Linked DNA regions of Macaca mulatta: region 1 is linked to region 2. A link is a contact called in public Hi-C data. All regions are on one chromosome and are shown on one strand. The core of a region is the stretch at or near the end of the contact, and the rest is flanking DNA. Distances in the headings are between cores, read along the strand shown.

Region 1 (5,099 bases), core at 1,782-4,281, 96 kb after region 2:
GAGCCCAGAGAACGATGTGCTTTGCCTCTACATCTGGGTGGTGTCGCAGGATGGCTCCTGCTCCCTCGGACTTAAGGGACAGGCTGTAGTGCTGCTGCATGTGCAGACAAGTGTACTGGGGTGCCAGCATGCAGGGTGGGGACGTTCCTGTGAGACTGGACCGTGGGGAAGGGTGTGACAGTTGGCTACTGCTCAGAGCTGGCCTGTTGCTGGCTTCAGCCTTTGCTGTCACCTTTCCTGTCACCATTTCAGTGTCTACAGGCTCTAAGCTAGAAGCTGACACATACCCAGAATGGCCATCATTTGTGCAAGAAAGGAGTGCTCTTTTGTCACAGAAATGAAGACCCCATCAGGAACACACTGTAGGGGACTGACGATTACAGGTGCGCTGCAGGCAGGATGTCAGAGAGGAGAGCGGGCCTAACAAAAGCATGCGTTTATGTCTAATAGGATGAGTTGGTATGAAACAACTGGTGGGTGTCAGCATCATCTTACTGCCCCCAGCCTGGAAAGAAAGAGATAAACATGGGTTTCTAAAAGCTCTTCAAGGGGAGATTTTGCTCCATCATCTCAGAGGGGTGGAGGAGAGAGGAAGGTCTATAAGGGTAGAGAATGAAGCTGCAGACTCTGGGTGGGGTGCGGGAGTCTCCAACTGAAAGGATGGGGGTCTGGGGCTCCCAAAAGATGAGGACCTGTGCTCAGCATACTCCCTGGGGTGGGTGGAGCCTCAGAGGGATGAGTCCTGTGATACCCTTATGGCATCTTGGCGTGCAGGATGTACATGGATGTACACCAGGGCTCCCAGTGGCAAGACCCTTCTCAGGCTGTCTCAGTATTAAAGTAACTGCTGTCTGACTTTACCGGCTAGAGGAGCAGGATTGGGAACACAGTGTCGAGGTGGATTGAAGACCAGAGCCCTAGGAAAGATTCCAAGGCTCTGGAGTATCTCTAAGGACGTGAAGGCCCTACCAAAACAAAATTCAAGGTAGGGACTTGGAACCACGTTGCCTGGCTCAGAGGAATAAATAATTGGGATAGCTCTAGTTTGCTAGGCCTACTGTAACACAGAATCATAAACCAAGTGGCTTAAACAATGGAAATCTACTGTCTCACGGATCTGGAGGCTAGAAGCCAGACACAGAGGTGTCTGCAGGTCTAGGCTCCCTCTGAAGGCAGTAGGGATCTGTTCCAGGCCTCTCTCCCAGCTTTGGTAGTTCCTTGGCTTGTGGCAGCATAACTCCAGTCTTCACAAGGTGTTCTCCCTGAATGCACGTCTCTGTGTACAAATTTCTCCTTTTTACTTGTATATAAACATGCGTGTGTGTGTATATATATAATATATATAATATGTAATATATATATTTTTTAGATGTAATCTTGCTCTGACACCCAGGCTGGAGTGCACTGGCACAATCCCTGCTTACTGCAACCTCTGCCTCCTGGGTTCAAGCAATTCTCCTGCCTCAGCCTCCTGAGTAGCTGGGATTATAGGCATGCACCACCACACCAGCTAATTTTTAGTAGAGATGGGGTTTCACCATGTTGGCCAGGCTGGTCTCGAACTCCTGACCTCAGGTGATGCACCTGCCTCGGTCTCCCAAAGTACTGGGATTACAGGTGTGAGTCACTGCCCCTGGCCAATTTCCCCTTTTCATAGGAACACCAGTCATAATGGATGAGGAGTTCACCCTTATCTTAACATCTGCAAGAATGTTATTGCCAAATAAGGGCACACTCTCATGTACCAGGGGTTAGGACTTCAACGTATAAATTTTGGGAGATACAATTCAACCCTTAACAGCTGGGCTTCCCATTCTGGGTTTTGGGGCACACTTCACATGCTCTGCCTAGGCACAGCTGATTCCCACCCTAGGAATTCCCACCCTGGGACTCACCCTGTGAGACCTAGGAGGACAGCACATCTCTTTCAGTTAAAACTTTTGTCTGTGGTTTGGAGAGTCACCTTCAATACATGGATAATGATGCCCAAACCTGTCGGCAGCCTGCTTTCCAGCTGTGATCATGGCAGGTAAGGAGCCTCCCTGAGTCTCCACTGTCCTCTGCTGACCAAATGAGAATCATAACAGCTCCTCTTATTATTATGCCTGAGACAAGGCAGTCAGTCTGGAGAGGGCCTACCTAGCTAGCACAGGGCTGTGAGCACACACAAGACAATATGGGCGTCCAACAGATCCTAGCTCCCTTCCCCTTGGAAGGCTATGCACACAGAAAATCTTTCCTTGGGTTGAGCTGAGGTCTAGATGAGGCCAGGGGTCAGACAGGGTAAAGTACCAAGGTCACAGGGCTGTATGGGCATGGTACTGTGTAGAAGTTCAGTTTCATTGATCCCAGGATAGGGGCCGATTGGGGTCCAGAAGCTCCTTCGAAAGACCTTTTGCCCTTGGAAAATGAGATGTGACCTCAGGGATGGGGGGAGAAGGGAGAGGAAATGTGGAAACGAAGCCATAAAATCTTAGAGGTGGAGAGAACTTTGGAACACCACTGTTGCAGGCCCCTCTTGCTACAGTTGGGGAAGCTGAGGCTGGAGGAGGGGGAGGTACTGTGTCAAGGTCAAACGTTGGGTGGTGCCGGGCGACAGAAGCCAGGACTTTGAGGGGCAAGGCTGTAGTGGAACTGAAAGGGGAGGTGGTGGGTGCTTCCAGGGGTCTGTGAGCTCCTTTCCCAAGACTGGAGGGGCCTGTGTCTGCGGAGGGGGGTGGCTTCCTGGGCTCTGGAGGGGAGGGGAGGTTAAAAGCAGGGTGGGGGAGCGAATCTGGGGGATTGTGGGAATTTCGGGCCGCGCCCCCGCCCCCAGCCATGCGTGGGGCGCCTGGAGAAGGGGCGCGCGGGCAGGTGGGGTGCTGCGGGGCCCGCGCGTGGGGGGCGCGCCGGCCGGGGCGGGGTGAGTCACGGCCCGCCCGCTCCCATTGTGCGGCCCGGCGGCGGCGGCGGTGGAGGTGCGGAGCGGAGCGGAGCGCGAGGAGGTGGAGCCGCGGGCTGCGGGCTCCGGCGCCTGCGTCCGCCCGGCCAGCCCGGCTCTGCGTTGCGAGGGGCCGGACGCGAGTCGCGGCTGCGCTCCAGAGCGAGCGCGGGGGACATGGGGCGCGGCGGCCCGCCTGGGCCTCGCAGGCTCCGGAGCCCCGAGGTACCGCGGGGCGGAGCGCGCCGGGCAGGGCGGGGGACCCGGGCTGTCCCGGGCGTGGATGGGCCTCGGAGGGGCGCTTGGGCCGGGAGCGTGGATCCGGCTCCCGGGTGGGGGGCGCCAACGCAAGGAACCTGACCCCGCCCTCCTCCCCCAGGGCTCCCCGCTAGGCCCCCTCAGTGGCCCCTCCTTCTCACCCGGGTCTCGGGTCCCTTAGTGAGTGAGAGCATCCCCAGCCGCCTACCCGGCCATGGCCAACGGAGTGATCCCGCCGCCCGGGGGCGCCTCCCCCCTACCCCAGGTGACCGGCGTGCGCGGGGGCGGGGGAGAGATGGGGGAGGAGAGGGGAGGGGCCTTAGGGTGGGCTGAGGCGTCCTCTGGCAGACCCACGGACCCACCCCACCCCCAGATCCAGGGATGAGCTGGGCTGGGGGTTATGGAGAAAGAGGGGGGCTTTTGGTATTTTCCAGATCGGTAGCCCTCTCTCTTTACAAGCTCTGGGAGCCCAGAGAGGGTGGTTTCTGGGATGCTGACACAGGTCTGGGAGCAATGGGAGGGGGCCCGATGGTGCGAGAGCCTGCTGAGGTCCCCCAACTAGGGCTTGGAGTTGGGGTGGGTGTGGGGCCTTCATGGGTCAGGGGTCCTTAGCAGAGGCTGTCTGGGCCTGCAGGTTCGGGTGCCCTTGGAGGAGCCCCCTCTAAGTCCAGACGTGGAGGAGGAGGACGATGACTTGGGGAAGACCTTGGCTGTGAGCAGGTTTGGGGACCTCATCAGCAAGCCCCCGGCCTGGGACCCTGAGAAGCCCAGCCGCAGCTACAGCGAGCGGGACTTTGAGTGTGGGTAGCCTGGGGACCCCTAGTGCGGCCGCCCTCGCCACCATCACCTTCATCGCCACCATCACCGCGCTCACCTCCGGCTTGGTCACCCAGTGCCATCCTGTGCCGGACACTGTGCTGGACTCTGTGCTGGGCCACATGCCGTGTTCAGTCATCCTGCCTCCCCCACCCATCGCCTATCCGCCTGCCAGGGGAGGTGGGCCCCAGACCAGGGGAGATCTAGGGAGTCGGGCCTGGGCCCTTCCACGGTGACCTTCTTCTTCCCCTTCAGCCCCACTCACTCCCTCCTTGTCCCACCTCGACTCCTCCAACTCCGCCTTTCCCCTCCTTGCTGTATCACGTCTCCCCTCCCAGCCCCCTTCATGACCTTCCCTGTCCATCCACCCTCTCCTCCCACTCCACCAGACCTCATCAATGACAGGCATGTGGACACAGGTGTTGGGGGGTCATGGCCCTGGAGGAAGGACTAGGGTTCCCCTGTTTGCGGCCTTGAGCTGGAAAGTGTGTGCCCTTGGGTGGGGAGGGCCCCCGTTTCTGCTGTGGGGGCCTCAACTGGATCTCCTGCACCCCCAGTTCACCGGCACACATCCCACCACACCCACCACCCGCTCTCAGCGCGCCTGCCTCCACCCCACAAGCTGCGGCGGCTGCCCCCCACCTCTGACCGGCACACCAGGAGGAAGAGGAAGAAGGAGAAAACCTCTGCTCCCCCCTCCGAGGGGACCCCTCCCATCCAGGAGGAGGGGGGAGCTGGAGTGGATGAGGAAGAGGAGGAAGAGGAGGAAGAGGAAGGAGAATCTGAGGCAGAACCTGTGGAACCCCCACCCTCAGGGACCCCACAGAAGGCAAAGGTAGGGGCTTCCCTTTGGAGGGGTGGCAGGTCAGGGGTGCAGAGAGGAGGGGAGGAGCCCATGTTGGGGCTTGTGTGAGGCTGGGTAGGGTTGGGGGCTGCATGGTGGGTTGGGGCAGGGCCCCAGGGCATATTCTGTGTCTGCAGTTCTCCATTGGAAGTGACGAGGATGACAGTCCAGGCCTCCCTGGGAGGGCTGCTGTCACCAAGCCCCTGCCCTCGGTGGGCCCACGCACTGACAAGAGCCCCCAGCACTCCAGCAGGTACTGGC
Region 2 (5,169 bases), core at 2,357-4,856:
ACATAGGGCACAGGCAAGATCTCCACGCGGCTCAGCGGCCGGAGCAGCTGTACTCGGCGAGTGAGGGGCCGGCGGCCTCCCTGGGGGGTCAGTGCCTCCAGTTGCAAGTCCAGTGTGTATTCCATACCCCGGGCTGGATCAAAGCGTCGGTAGCCATTCACCAGTTGCTGCTTCTGGAGCCGCAAGGCCGGGTGGTAGCGGCGGTTGAGCTCCTCTAGAGCTGTCCCCAGAACATCAGCCACATCAGCCCGATCAGCCCCACGCAGTGGGCAGCGGGGTGAGCCATCGGCGCAGGAGAAAGCGTGCTGCTCCGTGAAATAGTCCCAGCGCAGCACCTCAAAGCGGGAGGCCGGGCGGGATGGTGCTGGAATGCCCACAGGCCAGGCAGCTGCCCGGTCACCATCAACGGCCAGACGGCTGGTATTCTGGATCTCCCACTGGATCAGAGAAACAGGCCATGAGTAAGGGGCAGACCAGAGGAGCAGCACACAGCTGGGGGACTGGGTAGGCAGCAGGTGCCACTCAGGATGGGTCACTAGTCCCCTGCCCACCCAGGGTCCTTACCTATCATTTCCCCAGCATAGACAGCCTAAGAGCCTGGAGGCTCATCAGAGAACGTAGAAACAGGCAGGGGCTGGGAAGTAGTTTTGTTCTGTGATTCTAGTGCTAACTTTTCATTTCTCTGGGATCTCTGTGACCTCTCAGATCCTGTGCCCCTCACTCCGCCATGCCCAGACCTAGACCATACCTGTAACTCCTGGATCTCCTGGTATGTGCGTTCCAGTTCAGCTCGGGCGAAAGCCTTGTGCAGCTGGTACATGTGCACAGGGTCACGCACAGGGTGGGCTGTCAGGGCACTTCGGAAACGAAGGTCCCCCTCCTGCACTGGCTCCCCAGGGCTCAGCTCCAGATGGCTATAGTGCACCCCCTGGGGAGAGGAAGGGAGGGGATCTGTTATGAGCTGGCATTGTCTTCCATTGTCTCATAGTGAGTATCTCATCTCCTCAGTCTATGACCTGTTGTGGACTTACAGTCTGAGGGTTTAAGTCTACCTTGACCAGTTGTGAGTCTGTGTGACCTTCAGCATGCCTCTGCTAGCTCATCTGCGAAATGGGCATGTGTCCTGTCTCAGAGCTGTCCAAGGGCTAAAACAATAACTAACATCAAATGCCTATTATGTACAAGGCTCCCTTATTTTCCCTAATCCTTGTAACAACTCCGAGCAATAATTATTTCTATTGGCACAGAGGAAGCTACTGAAGCCCAGGATATTGAGTAATCTACCCGGGGTCACAGGGATAGAAAATAAATGTCCGAATTGGCATGGAAAACCAGGCCTGTAGCTCCACCACCCCTTTGCCTCTCAGAGGGATTTGAACATGACAGGAGGTATCGCCGGGATAGCTTATCATCCCACCTCATGGTCACCAGTGCAGCCCACCCCGGTGGCATCGAGAATGCAGCGACCCAGCCACTCGTCAGGGCGCGCACTGACGATGTCGTTGCGGCAGCCTTCCAGGTGGGGGCGCAGCTGCTGCAGCAGCATGCGCGAGAGCAGCACCCCAAAGCCTCCATGGCAGTAGCGGCCGGGGGTGGGCTCTCCGCCGATGAAGTCCTGGGGCCGGCCCAGGTACAGGTGGGCGGCGGAGGCCAGGCTGAGGTGGCCAGTTAGGCGGGCCAGGCCGTGCGCCTCGGTGTAGGTGGTGTCAGGCACCAGGAAGAACCAGTCAAAGTCGTCGCCGTGCTGCTCCAGCAGGTGGCGCAGCGCCAGGTGCAGGTGCCCGATGGGTCGCTCCTCGCCCAGCGTCACCACCGCCATGCCAGGTGGGGCCCGGCGGCCCCGTGCGCCCGTCAGGAATACCACACGCTCCAGCCGGTGCCCCAGCGTGCGGTTCACGGCCACGCCCAGGGTGGGCAGCGTGGCCTGAGAGGTCAGCACCGCCACCAGCAGCCTCTGCCTGATGCCCAGCTCCGTGCTGATGTAGCGGGTCCTAGGGGAGGAGATGGCACAAGGTTATGAAAAAGACAACGGGGTGGGGGGTGGAGGGGGGTGGAGGGGGTGGTCAGCACAAACTCTGGCAGGTCGCGTCTTCTCTGCATCTGTGTTCTCACCTATGAATAGGATAAGAATAAACCCTCTCTCCCAGGGGTCATGAGGATTTAAACGAAATGGTCTTACACAGGTAGTTCTTTGCATTTGTGAGATGGCAACACCCACCCAGATAGGAGAGAGATATTGTGGGTCTGACTCCAGGGTTCGCTACTTAGTAGCTATGTCCTTAAGCGTGTTATTTAACCTGAGCCATCTGTAAAATGAGACTGATTATATCTGTTTAATTATATCTGATTATATCTGTCTGTCCAGCCAAATGCTGGACATACCATGTATCTACTCATTTCTATATAAATATGTCATTTTGCCACAAATGCCTCACATAAATGATATAAAGGAACGTTTGGCATAGGGGTGTACTGAGTGTTTTTGCGGGGAGGGGCAAACTGGACTCAGGGGCTCCAGGAACTTACCTTTGTTAAAGCAGAAGGTAAATTGCAGAACCAGCATTTGAACCCAATGTTACTTAGAAATTATTTCAACTCATCAGCAGATACATTAATGGGATGGGCGCTCCCTCCCCCAGCTCACCCTGAGGTGGCCCTTGTAACCCACTCAGGAACAAGAGATCCAGGTAAATCCTAGTTCTCGCCTTTCTCTTTCCCTGTTTCTGTACACTCAACCCTATATACAAGTCATTTCTCTAACCCCAGTAGCCCAGCCAGGGAGCTAGTAGGATCTTTGGGGAGCCATCGGGTCGAGTCGGTTTAGGACACAGGCCAGCAAGTTCAGCCCAGGCCGGGATAGGGCCCAGAGAAAGCCTCGGACTGGCCCCACGACTCTTGGGGAAGGCAGGGCCATCGGAAGTTATCGGGGCCCAAAGACTTCCTGGCTCGCCAGCCCCTTCCTTCCGGAGCCCGACCCGGGCCCGGGCTGCTTCCCCGCGCGCGTCCCAGCCGCTGCCCAGTGGGTGGAGCAGGCGCAGCCGATCACTACCTGACGGCCTTTTTGGCGGCCTGGCCGGGCTGTGCGGGATGGTAGGGCAAGACGCGCGGCTCCCAATTCTCCCCGGCGCCTGCGCCGGTCCCGGGCTTCTCGCGCTCCGCTCCGGGCTGCACTGAGTTGGGCCGTCGCGCCGCGTTGGTGTTGCCGCGCGGCGGCAGCTCAGAGTCTCCAGGTTGGGGCGGGCCTGGGCCGCACGGCTCCTCCACCCAGGTGACGCTGAGCAGGCTCAGGGTGAAGCCCAGGGAGATGCCCACGGCCACGGGCCCTGCGGGCCGCAGCACCGACAGCAGCAGCGATGCCCGCATGGCGCCCGGACCGCGGGTCCCCGGCCCTGGCGAAGCCCCAGAGCAGCCAGAGGAGGCTCCGAGGGGGCGGGACCGGGGAGGGGGCGGATCCAGAGGGCTCGGGTCCCGCGGGCGGGCCCGCTCCCTCCCCGCAGAGCAGAGCCAGCGACCCGAGTCGAATCCCCGGGGCCGCGCCTCGATTCCCCTCCAGCAGCTGCTCTAGGGTGCGCAGGGTTCTTGCGCTCGGCCCCAGAGCCTCAGCCGCGGCCGCAGCTGTCCGACGTGTCACTGCAAGGGCCCCGCCCCCGGGGTGGGGTCTCGAGCTCCCGCTACCGGAGAGGGAGGAGAAGGGGGAGGTTAAAGGGGAAGGGCCCCCGGAAGTGCCCCCACCTCGGTGCGGGAGAGGGAGACGCCGGGGGCGGAGTCCCCTGCCTCCCGCGGCGTGGTTGGTGCGTCCCGGGTGACGTCAGAAGCAGCCCGCCCCTGCCTGGATGGTGCGCCCTGAGTGACGTCAGGAGCAGAGGCCGGAGCTGTCCATCAGCACCAAAGGCCGCGGGCGGGCTCAGGGCATGGGGCCGCGGTTCTGGGGCGGCCCGAGCCCCGGCTCCTGCTCCTTCCCCTTCCCCAGGCCCAAACCGAGTTCCCGGACGCCGCGGGACTGGAGTGCCAGCCGGTGTTGGAGGTGGAGCGGCGCCGCCACCGCGCCGAGACCAGTCTCTGCGGCCCAGCAGCCCCCTTCCTCGCACGACGGACTTTCCCTGGACCCCAGTCAATTGGAGCCTGTGGCGCCCCGCAACCCCGGCCCCTCGGGCGTCTACACAGTCTCTTTCACTCAGAAGCTCAGGTCGCCTCCAGCCCAGGTAAATCTTGGACAATCCCATATTGAGCCGCCCACAGACGAATCTCTTGGCTGCCTTCTTCTCACTGGCAGCACACTCCCCTCATCCCCCCTGACTCCCGTCCCTCTTTTAACTTCATCCCAGTCTCCTCTAGCCAGGCACTTTTGTTTCCCTTTGTCTTTGCTCTCCACTCCAGAGATGCTTCCAGAGCTGCACAAATGTGGATACCACTCCTTTGTCCACTGTCCTTGCTGAGTTCTCCCAATCCCTCTCCTACCCCCATCCTGGTGGGGACCCAGGACTCCTCTGTGACCCCAACTTTCCCTCTGTCAGGTTAACTTGGGAGGGTGACTCCCTTCTATTCCCAGCATTATGCCGGGGACTGTGGCAACACTGCGGTTCCAGCTACTGCCTCCTGAGCCAGATGATGCCTTCTGGGGTGCCCCTTGTGAACAGCCCCTGGAGCGCAGGTACCAGGCACTGCCGGCCCTCGTCTGCATCATGTGCTGTTTGTTTGGAGTCGTCTACTGCTTCTTCGGTGAGATCCCCATCTCATCCCTCACCTGAGCTACCCTGTGTTTTCCCGAGTTCTTTTTCTGAGCCCCTCAAGTCTTCTCTGAATCCCTCTACCATTGTGAATAATTCTTCCTTTTCTTTCATCCCACACATTTATAGATTGTCTAGACTCTATATTATAGGAAACACAGGTTTTTGGATTAGGCACACCTGAGTTTGAATTTACTTAGCTTTGCAGTTACTAATTGTGATGTCTTGGGCACATTAATCTGTCTGCGCCTCAGTTTTCTCATCTGAACAATGATCACATTTGTCTCATGTAGTGTTATAAGAATCAATAAGCATTCAATAGATAGTAGCTATTGTGGTGAGGATGTGTTTGGGTCACTGTGCTAGGTAGGCACTGAAAACACTTAGCAGGGTCATTACACATGGTCCCTTACCATAGGGCATATCATCTGACAGGGAGGAG

Evidence for each region. Hi-C and Micro-C count contacts between places; a contact is called where the count stands out from the background.
Region 1: a Hi-C map of fetal cortex germinal zone shows a contact between it and region 2, with 2.4 times the contacts expected there. The contact joins the promoter of SLC4A3 here to the promoter of TMEM198 in region 2. A contact is called at or near these places in 4 of 14 Hi-C or Micro-C datasets (CD4 T cells, blood, fetal cortex germinal zone and 1 more).

Annotation. Positions count from the first base shown.
Region 1 is chr12:124,878,112-124,883,210 of T2T-MMU8v2.0, forward strand. It overlaps SLC4A3 (solute carrier family 4 member 3), which reads left to right and starts at 3,032. Exons shown (of 22, transcript XM_077957702.1): 1 at 3,032-3,145; 2 at 3,813-4,174; 3 at 4,552-4,829; 4 at 4,976-5,091. The coding sequence starts at 4,117.
Region 2 is chr12:124,781,970-124,787,138 of T2T-MMU8v2.0, forward strand. TMEM198 (transmembrane protein 198) reads left to right here and starts at 3,607. Exons shown (of 5, transcript NM_001194308.2): 1 at 3,607-4,202; 2 at 4,515-4,719. The coding sequence starts at 4,554. CHPF (chondroitin polymerizing factor) reads right to left here and starts at 3,597. Exons shown (of 4, transcript NM_001261199.1): 1 at 3,050-3,597; 2 at 1,418-1,991; 3 at 749-928; 4 at 1-437. The coding sequence starts at 3,363.